Linked DNA regions of Mus musculus: region 1 is linked to region 2. Evidence: chromatin contacts called from public promoter capture Hi-C data. All regions are on one chromosome and are shown on one strand. The core of a region is the stretch at or near the end of the contact, and the rest is flanking DNA. Distances in the headings are between cores, read along the strand shown. Region 1 overlaps Ctnnbl1 (catenin, beta like 1). Region 2 overlaps Ctnnbl1 (catenin, beta like 1).

Evidence for each region. Capture Hi-C pulls out chosen DNA fragments and counts their contacts.
Region 1: a promoter capture Hi-C map of pancreatic islet shows a contact between it and region 2. The contact joins two enhancer-like sites. A contact is called at or near these places in 2 of 484 Hi-C or Micro-C datasets (cerebral cortex and embryonic stem cells), 1 of 115 datasets of contacts at active chromatin or transcription factors (embryonic stem cells) and 3 of 9 other capture datasets (adipose tissue, liver and pancreatic islet).

What each region holds. Positions count from the first base shown.
Region 1 is chr2:157,872,569-157,875,579 of GRCm38.p6, reverse strand. The region is part of intron 13 of Ctnnbl1 (catenin, beta like 1); the gene reads right to left. Among named protein-coding and RNA genes, the nearest start is that of Vstm2l, 41 kb to the left of the region's middle. Within about 2 kb of position 1,654, at least 57 of the 459 cell types and tissues checked have an H3K27ac peak or open chromatin away from gene starts, as enhancers often do. A contact at or near this core is called in pancreatic islet, where this site is marked.
Region 2 is chr2:157,787,853-157,790,858 of GRCm38.p6, reverse strand. It overlaps Ctnnbl1 (catenin, beta like 1), which reads right to left. Exons shown (of 16, transcript NM_025680.4): 4 at 1,728-1,867. Among named protein-coding and RNA genes, the nearest start is that of Ctnnbl1, 52 kb to the right of the region's middle. Within about 2 kb of position 1,603, at least 11 of the 459 cell types and tissues checked have an H3K27ac peak or open chromatin away from gene starts, as enhancers often do. A contact at or near this core is called in pancreatic islet, where this site is marked.

The DNA of each region.
Region 1 (3,011 bases), core at 405-2,904, 85 kb before region 2:
TTAGCATGCAATTTGTAAGTCATTACGGTGAGAAGTATGTGGTGAGAACACTTTATTGAATAAACCTGCTGAGTATAATTTTCCCAGGAACTAAGAAAGAAAAGCCTCTCTCTAAGGCTCTCCTCCCTCTTTCAGAAATCCCTGCCAGCACCTATCTAATTACGTCTTGCTTCTGAAGGCAGCTTCTGTACGCTGAACCCACAGGGATCCTGGTCTTTTCTGGGCTTCAGCCTGTTTGGGGAGCCCAGTGAAATCTGCTGAGACAAGCGCCCTGGATATTTACTGATCACGAGGGCTGCTGCTTGCTGGAAGAGTTGGAAACATTACACGGCCTTTAAAAGTTCAAATCTTGTTAACCAGGAGCCCCTGGGGTATGTCCAACTTCACTCTGGATCTCAAGGACACTGAGTACAGCCGGAACACACTGGGCACCAACCAGCCCAAGGCATGGACGGCGCTCTCTTCCAGTTATGTACTGCTGTAGTAATATACTATGAACTGAAAATGCTAAAATAATCTAGTGCTGGAGGAGTCCCATGCATGCTTCTAAGCATGTTTGTTTCCTTAGTGCAGACAGCTGCAGGACTGGGGATGTTGCTCCACAGGAGAGCATTTGCCCTGCATGTGTAAGGCCCTGGCTTCTATTCCTAACACTGCAAGCAACAAGACAAGACCCATCACCAACCAAACACTATGCTACTGCTGCAGTCACATTAGAATCTACTTGTGTGTACTTTCAAGTATTTTCAGTGAGAGGGGTTGTGTGGGGTTTTGTTGTTTTGTAAACTAAGCACTACCAGCAAAAATGAAAGTTCTGGAACAACGTGGAGGTAGGCAGATCCCTCCATCCTTAACACCCAGGGGGCAGACAACGAACTCCCTCAAGGAGCAGTGGTCCTTTCCTCAGGCTCAGGGTGAAAATCTTAAGAGGAGACCATGCTGGGGTGGTGATGGTGCACACCTTTAGTCCCAGTACTGGGGAGGCAGAGACAGGTGGATCTCTGAGTTTGAGGCCAGCCTGGCCTACAGAGTGAGTTCCAGGACAGTCAGGGCTACACAAAAAGAAACCCTGCCTCAGAAAAACCAAAACCAACCAACCACCACCACCAACAAAATGACAGGCACAGAGGAAGCAAACAAGCACACTGCCTACCAGCTATGAAGGGACGGGTTTTATGACTATTTCTCTGAGGTGGGCACATATTTAATGAGATCTGACCTTGTAGGAGGCACTAGCTCTAATACCCAAGGCAGGAAGACAGGGCTGGAGGTGTAGGGAAGGCAGAGAACCAACTGGGAGTTAACAGGGACCTCCCAGAGAAAAGGAAACAAAGGCTCTCTGCCTGTTCCTGGTGCTGGGTCAGGCGTTACTTGTTATACCACTACCTACCCAGTTTCTCCAAGCACAAAAATTCAAACACCTTAAAAACAAATGGGGAAAAATAGTCCGGGCCAGTGAGGCTATGTGTCCTGAGCAGAGAGTCAGGGAAAGGCCACCTCCCTGGTCCCCCCTCCTCTCCCAGGGTCTGGCAGTAGACTGAAAAACCCCATCCCTACTTGGTGTGCATGTGGAAGAGTCACAGAGTCACTGGGGTGGCTTGAGCTGCCCTCTGGGTCCCTGGCTCTCCCCAGCAGCACACACCACACTCAGGTTTCTAATTGGCACTTGGGCCTCTCGTCTTTGGCCAGTGCCTGGTCCAGCACTTGGCCCAGAACAGGAGTCTATCAACATTTGCCAAATGACTGGATTCTCTCCACTGAATCTTGGTCAAGTGCAAACCACATACAGAGAAATGGAGGTTTTCAGGGAAAGGTTAGGGTGAGAGACACTGAAAAGCCAATGTTTGACTCTGTTATCTAGAGTGGGTGTCCTTTCAGGCTTAGTGAAATACTAGACCCTCATTCCTAATCTGAGGGTCACTGCCATCCAAATGCCTTAGAAATAGTGCTTGCATCAGCACTGGCTGAGGAGTTCCCACTCGGTGTAGAACGTCTGTACTGGGAGCAGGGAGAGCAGCTGTCCATGACTTAGAGAGGACAACAGGAGGAAGGGGTGAAAGGGAGCTTGTGTTGCTCTGTGACACAACACCCATGAGGTGGCTTCATCTGCCAAGACAGCCCAAGTGCTGGCAGCAAATGCCTCTCACCAACATGCCCCTCCTGCCTTGGCTCTTGGAGCAGCACGAGGCTGCTGAGCACTAATGGCCTTGGAATGTTTGCCAGTGCCCAGCAAAACGGCCTTGGCACCAAGGAGACAGCTGTTTGTCAGCGAATGGCAGGGCCCGAGTTGGTGGCACACAGCAGCCTGCTGGAGGCTGGGGGTGGGGCTGCAGCCATCACTCTCCCTCACTGCAAACCAATTCCACACCCTCTTCAATGCAGATAATGGATCATCTTTGGGGAAGCACACCAAGGACCCTAACAGTGACGTGCAAGGTGCTCCCAACACTCAAGTGCCTACTGGTCTTCCTCGGAGTGTGTACCCCCACCTCTAACAAAGCACCTGGCTGTGCCATTAAGTGAAACACTAAGCTAAAGGGACCTAGGAGCCACACGAGGAACAGTGACAAGCCATGACTGATAGTAACTTCAAGATGGTGTATCTGCCTCCCAGGTTTTCTTCTGCCACTTGGAATCTGCTCCAGCAGGTTCTATGAGGGGCTATGGCTGGGCTAGAGTTCCGGTGGTGTCATGGCTGCTCCCACACAGAAGTAGAGCATCTTCATTTGTGTCTAGTTGTCACTCTCACAAAGAAAGGCTCCCTTACTGTGGCACTCATCAGTCCCCCAGTGCCCCTCAGGTATCAGATAGAATGAAGGAGGGGGTGAGGAGCGTGCCTAGGTACCTAAGCCTAGCTCAGTGTTTACAGACTCAGCCTGTACCTGAGGTTGTATCTCTGTGTGAAGAAGAAAGTCCCTATTAATCAATTCAATCAATCAGCCAACACTTGAGCACTGACTGGGCTTAGAGATCACAGGCAAGCTCCAAGACTGAGTCACAGTTACAGTCTA
Region 2 (3,006 bases), core at 354-2,853:
CACACACACGCACAAATAACTACAGTAGCAAATGACAGATGAATCAACAAGGTGTAGGCTAACCTTGGTGGGACTCGGAAACCGACTATTCAGTCCGTGAATCAGAGCTAGACTGCCCCATCACTAAATCTGCCCTTGAGTAAACCAGTCTTGTATCAGGTACCTGGAACAGACAGAACAAATGTTTACCCCAATTCCTATGTTGAAACCTAATTTCAAAAGAGATAACTCATGTAGGCAGGGACTTCGGGAAGTGAAGAGGCCAGAGGCCTCACAGGTAAAGTCAATGTCCTTATAAAGAAACTTGGCAAGGTCCTTACCCTCTCACCATGAAAGGACACAGGGGGAAAATGGCTATGTGGAATCAGAAACCCAAATTACCAGATACTAGCATCGCCAGCCTTATGGGACGTCTAACACCAGAACTACAGAAAACAATTCTCTTAATCATATGAGCCACTTGTCCATGGTTCTTTGTAATAGCAGCCCAAGAGGCCTAAGACAATACCCAGTATGCTTATGGGCTAATGCTCTCTGAGCACCCGAACAGTGGACGCTGCTGAGGCCCAGCACTAAGCTCACACCTAAGAGCACTCAGTTGTGTCTATATGGGACAAATGACCATGTGGGACAGCTGGCTGGGAACCCCACAGCAAACCCTGTCAACCTGGAGATGGGCTGAGCCATTCTTAACAAGAACAGTACATGAAGCATCAGCAATGTCTTCAGATTGCCCTTCAAGAAGCCACATTAAAACTATTCACTGATTTATTTCTGTGAGAATTATCAGTCAGGAAAGAGCCTAGTCAGACATGCTCTCAGGAGAGAGATCACCAGAAAGATGAAACTAACAGAAGCAGAGCAGATTTCCTGTGACTGTCACTCAAGCAGACCCACAACATTTATCTCTTACCTTTGGAAATCTGGATTCAAACAACTAGACTCTGTTTAACGAACATAACCCCATGCACAGCACATGGAACACCAACATTGCAGCGACCACACGAACCGCAACAGAGACAGAGTATGAAACGGTTTCAGAAGTCATGACACAGAGTTTGTTACAGGGAACATTAGTAAGTGCCTACTACACGCCAGGAGCTATGTGTGACAAGCTAATGTCTCTGATTTCTTCGATAACACTGAGGGACAAGGTTTTTAACTCTAGCTTTGCAGGTGAAAATACCAAATTTTACTGAAAATGAGGCTAGGAATCAAGCCCACCTTGTCTGTTTAGGTCTAAAGCTCATTCGTCAAGTAGGAAATACCCAGTCTTCTTTTAAGGAACTTGAAAATAGTAGTGGACAAAACAGACAAGCTCTCCCATCCTCTGGACATCCCGACAAGCACTCTGCCACGGTTCACTGCCTCCTCTAGCCTCAATCCACAGAGCCATCTGTTAGCAGAATGATGTCTCCATCAACACATGCAAGTCTGTCTGCTCCTACCTCAATAAGGAGCCTCCAAATCCTGACCTGGAAACCTACCACTGGGGATGAGGGGTGCACTAGCACTGTCAGCCGGGACAGGTAAGGATCTGCCCCAGGCATGCTCATAGATAAGGCTCAGGCGTTCATGAGTAAAGAGCAATGTGCATTTCAGGAAGGAGGAGCGTAGAGTGGCAGGAGAACGGCGGCTGTGACAGCAGCCATCAGCAAAGACAGGCAGGTGGAGAGAGAAACCCGCTCCCTCGTGTCAGACTTCCACCGCACAGATCTCAAGGATATCTGTATTATCATGTCCCAGCAAGCCGAGAAGTGACTGCACGGCACTCAGCTCCACGAGAAGGTGGTACAGGTCAGGCATGGTGGCCACCACGTGCATCTCCTGAATGATGTCATTGAGGTCCAGCTCGGATTCCATGAACCTAGGAGGGGAGAACAGGGCAGGTCACTGAACGGCAAGGGGTAGTCTTGGCATGTGAGAGCCAACAGCAACACAATCCAGACTGACACAATCTGTCAAAATGTCGACAGCAGACCAACCAAGAAGTACACTCATCCAGACATCATACTGCCACACGGTTTCCTTGGGAAATCGATTTCCTCATTATAAAAATCAATCTTGGATTCAGATCTCATTACAGGGTCCCCTCACTCCTACAGCCACAGCTGCCTCCTAAGGCCCCCGAAGCCTTCGGCAGCAATAAATGTTCTGTCCTCCGGTCTTATGGATTAGCTACCATTACCCCTTGGGGTGCCATTTACTCTGGGGCGCTGGACTGGTCAGCCGCCCAAAGGAAAAGAATAAGACCCTGCAGCCTCCCAATAGCCACCCTCTCCTCCCTTCACACAAGCTCTAGTGAGGTAAGAGCGGGTCACAGTCAGGCTGATCTAGACTCTGACATTTTGCAATACTGTCCCTGTCACTTGTCTACCCTGAACCTTCTCACAAACCTGTCTAGACACAGGGAACAGGAGCACTTTGCGTTCCTGACCTCTGCATGCCCTCCACAGTGCCTGATGAACAAGACAGGAGTGTTTGTTCCCAGAAGCAAACGAGCTTCTGCAAGTACAGCCCCTGAGCAACGCCAGACCCAGAGTGACTGAGAGGACACGGCGGTTACACAGGCTCCACAGCCCAATCGCCTGGGCTTGAACCTGGCTCAGTTACTTTCTTGATGTGTCTATGTCTCAGTTTCCTCATCTGTAAGTGGGACAATAATGGTACCTATCCCCTGGGTGTTGTCAGATAACAGTCAACACATACAGGACTTAGAACAATGTCAGACTCCTAAGAAGCAGGAAGCCTGTACGTACTGCCTCTGTGCTGGGCCACTCCTGTTACTCTGTGCCTGGCTTCTCTTCTGGACTGTAAGCTTTGGACAGACAGGAATGCTGGGGTTTGTCTCCTACATGTGCAGATGCCCATCTCATTAAGTGGAGGCCTCAAAAAAGGAACATAAGCAGGGCCCATGGGAGCCACAAGCATTCTCCATGTTCTAGATGCTAAACGGCAGGCAGACACTGGAATCCAGAATCCATAAAGAGCAAACCATCAAGACTA